2 separate regions of the Mus musculus genome follow, and region 2 is linked to region 1. A link is a contact called in public Micro-C data. All regions are on one chromosome and are shown on one strand. Each heading gives the region's core, a stretch centred on a gene start, on an enhancer-like site or on the middle of the called end of the contact. The rest is flanking DNA. Distances are from core to core; before and after follow the strand shown. Region 1 overlaps Gm35341 (a long non-coding RNA gene). Region 2 has its middle 10 kb from the start of Gm35546.

Evidence for each region. A called contact is a pair of places that touch in the nucleus more often than the background predicts.
Region 2: a Micro-C map of muscle stem cells shows a contact between it and region 1, with 2.1 times the contacts expected there. The contact joins two enhancer-like sites. A contact is called at or near these places in 3 of 484 Hi-C or Micro-C datasets (muscle stem cells and myocytes).

What each region holds. Positions count from the first base shown.
Region 1 is chr1:186,412,738-186,416,557 of GRCm38.p6, forward strand. Gm35341 (a long non-coding RNA gene) reads left to right here. Exons shown (of 4, transcript XR_373803.1): 2 at 678-849. Among named protein-coding and RNA genes, the nearest start is that of Gm35341, 6.8 kb to the left of the region's middle. Within about 2 kb of position 1,289, at least 37 of the 459 cell types and tissues checked have an H3K27ac peak or open chromatin away from gene starts, as enhancers often do. A contact at or near this core is called in muscle stem cells, where this site is marked.
Region 2 is chr1:186,575,324-186,579,059 of GRCm38.p6, forward strand. No RefSeq gene overlaps it. Among named protein-coding and RNA genes, the nearest start is that of Gm35546, 10 kb to the right of the region's middle. Within about 2 kb of position 2,183, at least 6 of the 459 cell types and tissues checked have an H3K27ac peak or open chromatin away from gene starts, as enhancers often do. A contact at or near this core is called in muscle stem cells, where this site is marked.

The DNA of each region.
Region 1 (3,820 bases), core at 39-2,538:
CAGCCCCCATGTGTTAGGGTTACAAATGCTAAATGCACTTTTACAAGCCCTAATTTTTTTTCTTTATTGCACAGAAATGGAGTGTAGAATTCACTGCATATTTTATCCAATAAGAAGCTATCCAGCTTTTGGCATGTAATAGACAGCTTTCGTACAAGTCCAATAGTTTTGCAAAACAGACTCACATTTAAACTTAAAGAATTATTCTCTCTCTCTCTCTCTCTCTCTCTCTCTCTCTCTCTCTCTCTCTCTCTCTCTCTCCCTCCCTCCCTTCCTCCCTCCTTCCTTTCTAACTCTGCATCAAGATCTAATTGCATACACCAGGCCAGATGTTGCATATTAATATCATGATAACCACTACTGTTATGACTTCCTACAGCATTTTTCTTTCTTGTAGCTAATCTTTTCAAAAGCCAAGCCTCATTATTTTAAGGTCCCTACCTAAACAAAACATTTGCTTTTGCACTTAAGGCTGTCAGGAAACACTGTGGGTGGAGCAGAGGAGACCAGCCTGTCTTCTAGGCCTCATGAAGTCACTGAGAGCAGCCTACAGAGCGGGGGACACCCTCCTTATGCAAGCGAGGGAAAAAGGCTGACATCCCTAAACCAGGGTGAAAATGTGCTCACTTCTGAAAATAATATGTCTTTGGTTTCAATTCATATTCAACCCTTTCAAGGATCTCGAAGAAACAGCGCAGGAGCCGGGCTCCGGTTCCCCGATGAATTGAGCGTTTGTTGCCTTGGAAAAAGATCCATCCTGTGGGGGTGTCCGTGGCAGCTGACTGACTCCCAGAAAGGATGAAGGATTACAAACCGGGCTCCAGTTGGATGTGATTTCAGCCGAGTGTGGTATTATTTTTCCTTTATGGTTAACAGCCTTGTGCTTTTCCTCCCCGTGAGAACAGGAGGTAGAGCACGCGTGACCCAGGCTCCACGTGGAGCCCCCCCCCCCCCCAGGAAGGGCACTGCGGGCCTGCGGCTCTAGATGTGTGGCATTTCCCTGATGCTCCCTAAGAGCCGGCCAGCACTGCCTGTGGTTTTTCCAGGTGGTGCTTAAAACATGCCTCGCTGAAGCCCACTTGAAACCTTAGGAAAGCTCTCTGTGAATCGTGTTCTTTCTGGGGATGACTGTGGGATTTATAAGCGAATTCATCACTTTGGACCAGGCTCCAGTATGAAGAAACACAACCAGCTGTAATCTGGCCTAACCCTAATAGAGTATTACAGCATGATCAACTTGGGAATTTAGTGTTTACATGTTTAGGCTTAATCATATTTTAACCCCATCAAATCGGCCACACGCAGGAATAGTTTGCTGCCGTACACTTCCCTGCAAGTGCGGATCGCAAGGCACTGGGTGTTGCCTTTGGGCCCAAGTGTCTTGATGGTGGTTATGGCATCTTTCCCTAGCTCTGACCTTAGCACCAAGAGGATGGCTTCTGCCAAGATATTACAGGCCACATTCCCACAGGCCTGGTGCTCACATCCTACCGAGTCACACCACTGGCATGTTAACCATTCCTCTGCCAGTAGCCATCAACAGCCAGTAGCGATTTAAGGATATTCTGCGGGCTGGGATGTTGACTGGCCTTTTCTTGCATAGGTGTTGTGCAGGCAAGATTGACTCCCAGAACTGGGCAAATCTTTATACACCTTCTCGGCATTTCATTGGCTCTCAAGCTTCTCAGCATCTCATTGGCTGAGAAGTAGCCAGACAGGAGACAGCTGTCTCTTTCTCCTTGGCGTCAACGATCTCTAGCCATGCCGGTAGATCCTAGGTTTGGCTCAGGGAGGAAGTATCAGTGACTCGTGTGCCAGCATTGTAGCGGGCCTGCTTGGCTAAGTTCCAAGACAGGGGTGGGAGATGCTCAGGGCTGTTGCTTGTGATCCCCAACAAGACCCTTGGGGGGCCAGGTTAAAAATCAACAACACAGATTATGGGAGTCAGGCAAGCCGCGGGTTGGCTCGGGAAGGAAGTATGTGCTCGCGGGTTAGTATTGTGGCTGGGCCTGCTTGGCTAAGCTCTGCTGTACAGAGAGTCCCTTCATTCCCAGTTCTTTTTCCTCCCTCCCCCCACCCCCCTGCTCGGTTTGCTGCTGTGCAGCGTAGGGATCTCTGGTCCACCCATGTGTGGAATAGCCTACTGACCTAACTTCCCCTTCCTTTCACTGTCTTAATGGCAGCAGTCACAGTAATTCATCCCCGGAAGTGACGTCGATTGGGCTGCTTCTCTGTTTCAAAGTCTTTGCTCTTTACTTTTAGTTTACAGAGATAAATGAGGCCATTTTCATGTAAGGACACAATGTACTTTGAGCCTATTTTCCCTGTACCCCACTGCCCTGTCTCCCTTCCCCCTAGTCCTCTCTGTTCCCCGATAGCTCTCTTACTTCCACGCCACTGGAGTTTGTTTCTGGTATCACACATCTGTAACATCTAGGGTCCACAAATGAGACAACGCACTACAGCCCCACTCTTCTCTGTGCTTTGTTGGTAAACACCTTGGTTGCATCAAGTTTGCGAGACTTGGAGTAAAGTAACTGCAGCTTATACTCTAGCAGGACTCTAGGTTGTAGCGTGGCGCCCGTCACACAGAATATAGGTTTATAGAATACAAGATACCTTCAAAGCCTAGGTTAAGCATTTTCATTTGTTTCATAAATACTAGAGAGGTATTATCAGCGTCATACTTAATTGCTAACTATTGAATGACCTACTAAGCCATTCTCAGGAGTGACACAGGGTTTAGAATAACCCTTGCAGATGGTGTGGCCCTCCCCCAACATTATAACCAGCAGGCACACCAGAGAGGGCAGCATGTTCTCCTGACGAGGCTGGACTGGGTGGCATGGGAATGACGAATGGGTCTAAAGCCTCAGACCCATTGTCACTCTGACTCTTTAGGACAGAGACCCTGAGGACAGTTCCCGGCAGCTGTGTGTGTGCACCAGTTCACTGTAGGAAAGGATGCTTAATCTTACTCATTTCCTCTCACCTGAGGGAAATCTCCCTATGTCACCCAAGGTTACTTCCTGTCATAGGGGACATCCATGGTTTTGGTCCCTTTGTTGTGTTTTGTAAAAGAAGAAGAAGAAGAAGAAGAAGAAGAAGAAGAAGAAGAAGAAGAAGAAGAAGAAGAAGAAGAAGAAGAAGAAGAAGAAAAAGAAGAAGAAGAAGAAGAAGAAGAAGAAGAAGAAGAAGAAGAAAATAAAGCAAAGGATATGTTTTGGTATAGGTGCTGTATGGTGTGGGGGAAGAGGATGCATCTGCGAGCCCATGCTGAGGCATCCCTTCCCCCTGAGGTACCAGACACATGAAAGTATAGTATAGAATAGAGTTTATTTAGGGCATAGGGGAGAGTTGATGGAGTGGTAGGAACAGAGAAAGGCAGAGAGAGAGAGAGAGGAGGAGGAGAGGTTGGCCATGAGCACATGGAGAGAGGGTGGAGGGGAATGGGGAGAGAAGGGACAAAGAGGGAAGAGAAGAGAGAAAGAGAAAAGCAAGAGGAAGAGAGTGAGGAGGGGGGCCAGCAGTTCCTTTTATAGTGAGTCAGGCACACCTGGCTGTTGCCAGGTAACTGTGGGGCAGAGCCTAGAAGAAATGCCCAACACTCTTGCTTTCTCTAGGTGACCTAGTAGGGCTATTATAACTGCATGGCTCTCTTGTCGCAGATTTGCTTGGATGCAGCACTAACATGAGAAGGGCCGAGAGGAGCTTTTTAGGGACAAGAAAGATCTGGAGAAACAGTTGCAGTGTTATCCTGGAGCCATCACATCTAGGAGAAGACAGGCAGTTCCCTGAGAAAGCAGAATTCATGGTGCAA
Region 2 (3,736 bases), core at 933-3,432, 160 kb after region 1:
AAGAACTAGGGAGGGAGGGCAGCAAGCCTCATCACTTGTAATGTACATCGCAGATAAACTGGCCGCACACTTCTGACACTTACATTGCCTGCACTCAAGTTTTCCCAGTACAGTTACCCTCCCACCACACAATTCTGTAAATGGTTGGCTTTCCAGACAGTTCAGATCATTCAACCCCTTATTAACTCACACCACTGCTGTAGGTGCTGATATCCTCTGTTCCATGGCTGAGAAAATGGAAGCAGAGAGAAAAGAGATAGCTAAACTCGGGGCTTCGGATGGATTTGAACCTGAGAGACCGGGCTGCAGAGTACTCTCGAAACGTTTACGTTGTTCTGCCCTCTAAGGTGTGCAAGAGTCAGCAGGCCTGTCTTCTGGGATGCCACAGTGTGGTGCATCTCTGTAGGACAGCGATAGGCACCGTCTCTGCCTCTCTGTGTGAGCTTCCCCTCTAGGTCACTGTGATACAAGAGTTGACACAGAAGATCTAGAAAGAGAGGAGGAAACAGATGGATTTGACCTGACCTGCACCCGACCTTGGCTGCCACTGCAAATAAAAGGGAAGTTCACTTGTCACAGAATTCCTGTAAAAAGCAGCTCGCTGATTGGCCTACTTTAGTTCCTATTTATACATATTTGTTCATGAATTCAACAAGTACAGCTTGAACCCATAGTCCGGGTCTAGCACTTTCATTAGACACGGGAGAGTGTCATCAGATTCAGTCTCGATGGCATGTACCATGTGAATTAAACAAACAAAAACAAAAACAAACACAAAACAGGACATGGTGGCCCTGGGTATGGTGGAAGAGAAGGAGGTCTACTGTAGATGAGGAAGAAATCAGCCAGAATATCAGGTTTTTATATGACTCAGTTTCTATAAAAAGCTAAAGCTTAACAAAGTGTTAGCAAAGACAAAGAAGCTAGACATCGATTTTTTTTAAGCCAGCTATGGTTAACCTGAGTAGACCTTAGGGATTTATAAACCTTATTTATTAAATATACCTTGGCTTTTTTTAACCACATGGCCATGTTAACCAAGATGGTGGTAAAGTTACGTTATATGTATTCTTTTTTAACCTTAGTAAATAAAGAGGGCTGCCATCCATGGGGATGCTATTGAAAAATATCTATTCTTCTCAATAAACCTATTTTTTAAACAAGAGTTGAATCCAAGTTACATATACAGTATATTCTAAACAAAAGATGAATCACATATGTAGTATATTATTGCAAATTAAGATTATCCATCTATAGGTATTTTTAACTATAAGCCTTTTGTCATATGTTTTAAGCTAAATTTTGTTACAGATTGTTTTAGCCATACACAGTAAACTTAAAAATACTAATATAGTTTACAGCATAGTCAAGCAGTTGTTCCAAACTTCCCTAATGCTGTGGCCCTTTAATACAGTTCCTCAGCTACCCAGCCAGTAAATTATTTCATTGCTACTCCATAACTGAAATTATGTCACTATTATGAATTGTGATGTAAATGTCTGTGTTTTCTGATGGTCTTAGGTCCTTACTCAGCACTCAAGTTCAAATTCCCCAAGAGTCTTTGATTTTTCTACTAAAGTCATCTCAAAGAAAGAAAATTAAAAGGGCTTAGAAACTGGCTCTGCTGGTAAGGTGCTCAACACATAGTGGGGAATACTTGAGCTATAAATCCAGAACCCACAGGAAAAAAATGTGCTTGTACACCTAGATGTGAGGAGGAGGAGGAGACAGGTAGGTCCCTGGAACTTGCAGTCTGGTCAAACTGAATTAGAGAGCTATAGGCCAGTGAGAGAAGCTGTTTGGGAAGCAAGACAGAGAGAGAGCAAGGAAAGCAACCAAGGTCCATCCCTGGCCTCCACATTCATGCAGACAGACAGACAAAAATAAAACTCATTCAGGGCATGGGCTATCAGTTGTTTAACCATCAGATGGTTTTAGCTAGAATAGAAACCTTTCAAGGTCTATCTACATTTTAGAATATTGTTTCACATTGCTTCCTGTGAGCATATTTAGCCCCCAGATGACTCTACACAGAATGGCATCTCATACTCAAATCATCATGTTCGTGGGTTTGCTTAACTGATCTGAGAGTGATGCAGGCTCAGAACAAATCGGCTTCTGCCCATGTAAGGACTGACTGGGAGCCCTGGATCTGCCCAGTCCCCCGTGAGGATTCTTGCCGGGTTTATGACATGAGACCTGCTGGAGAGATGGCCACCACTCAGCACATTCCTGACACACACGCCTCTGGAGGACAGTCCAGAGTCAGTCTCAGATGCCCAGATCTGGAAACACAAAACCAAACCAACAGCAAACACAAATGAAGTGGGCAGAATCCTGAGACTCATGAAGAACACTAAAACAGCAATGCCAACTTAATTAGAACGCCTTCTCATTCCTTGGTTTCTCATCTTGTTTTCTGCAATAGAGTGCACAAATTTAGGAAGGGCAAGCAGCTGAATTTATTGGTAGCGACTTCTTTAAAACAGCTCTCTTGTTGTAGCCTAGCAATGACATTATAGCAAGTATTCTACAACAAATAAGAGAAAGAAAAAATTGAATGAATCAATTAATTAACTACATTAAATAAGAGAAAGAAATACAAATAAGAGAAAGAAAAATTGAATGAATCAACTAATTAATAGACACAGGGCAAAGAGCCTACGGAGATCATGTCTGGACTCACATGTGCTCTCCTATGTTCTTGTCTCTCCTATAGTAGACGTTATTCATCGTCCCCTTGTTGGATTTTTTTAAAAGTATCTAAGTATCTGAAGTCCAGTTGTTCCAGCCCAGCTTAGTTCACTGTACCTAAGACATTTTAAATGTTTATAGTGCAGTATCAGAAGCATTTTTTTAAATATCTGTATTTTGTTTTGTGTTATTTGTGTGTTCCCACCCTGTCTCCTTAGTCTCTATTTTCCCATCAGATTGTTGATTTATCCAACATGCACACAGAAATAGAGAATAAATAAACTACTAATTCTGGAGATGACAAATCAAAGGGAGACTAGACACCTGTGAGCTCGTTGCATGAGGCTGTGGCCATGACAAAGAATGGGGCCGTGTGAAAAAGCCCCTTTACCCATGATTCCTTCTGGGACATGTCTGATACTCATCTGTGAAGCATCCAGGTCAAGTTGTATATGGCTTGCTCGCCTAACTCCTTAGCCTTTTTGCTTACCTTTCGTGCAGCACTAGCACATACCCCTCATCAGGACAGGACCCAGGACCCTGTCATTTCCTCCAACTTTTACCCCAAGCTAATAATAACCACATGTCATCTTGGAAGTGTTTCTCCTCTTGCTACTGATGGTACTGGGGACTTAAGAAATTCATGATCTTGCTCTTCATGGTCGTGGACATCTGTAATCCAAACACTCAGGAGGGAGAGGCAAGAGGGTCCCAAGTTCAAAGCCAGATTGAGCAACATAATGAAATGCTGTAGAAAAAAAGGGGAGGTCAGGGAAAGAGGTTGGGTGAAGAGGAAAGGAAGAAGAAAGCAAAAAAGACTCAGAGAGCCATGGCCTCTTTAAGCTTTGGTTTCCTTGAATGGAGTCTAAGATCACTGGGGTTGATAGTAGTACAATGGGGCCATTTGGTGGCAAGGAAATATTCTTTCCCAACTAGAAGGGCAAGCTGGTCCCTCATGGGTATAAATAACTAGGAAACTGTTAGTGGAACCTGAAGTCTGAAGTGCCCCAGAGAACCAGGACCTACCTTCAGATACAAACCT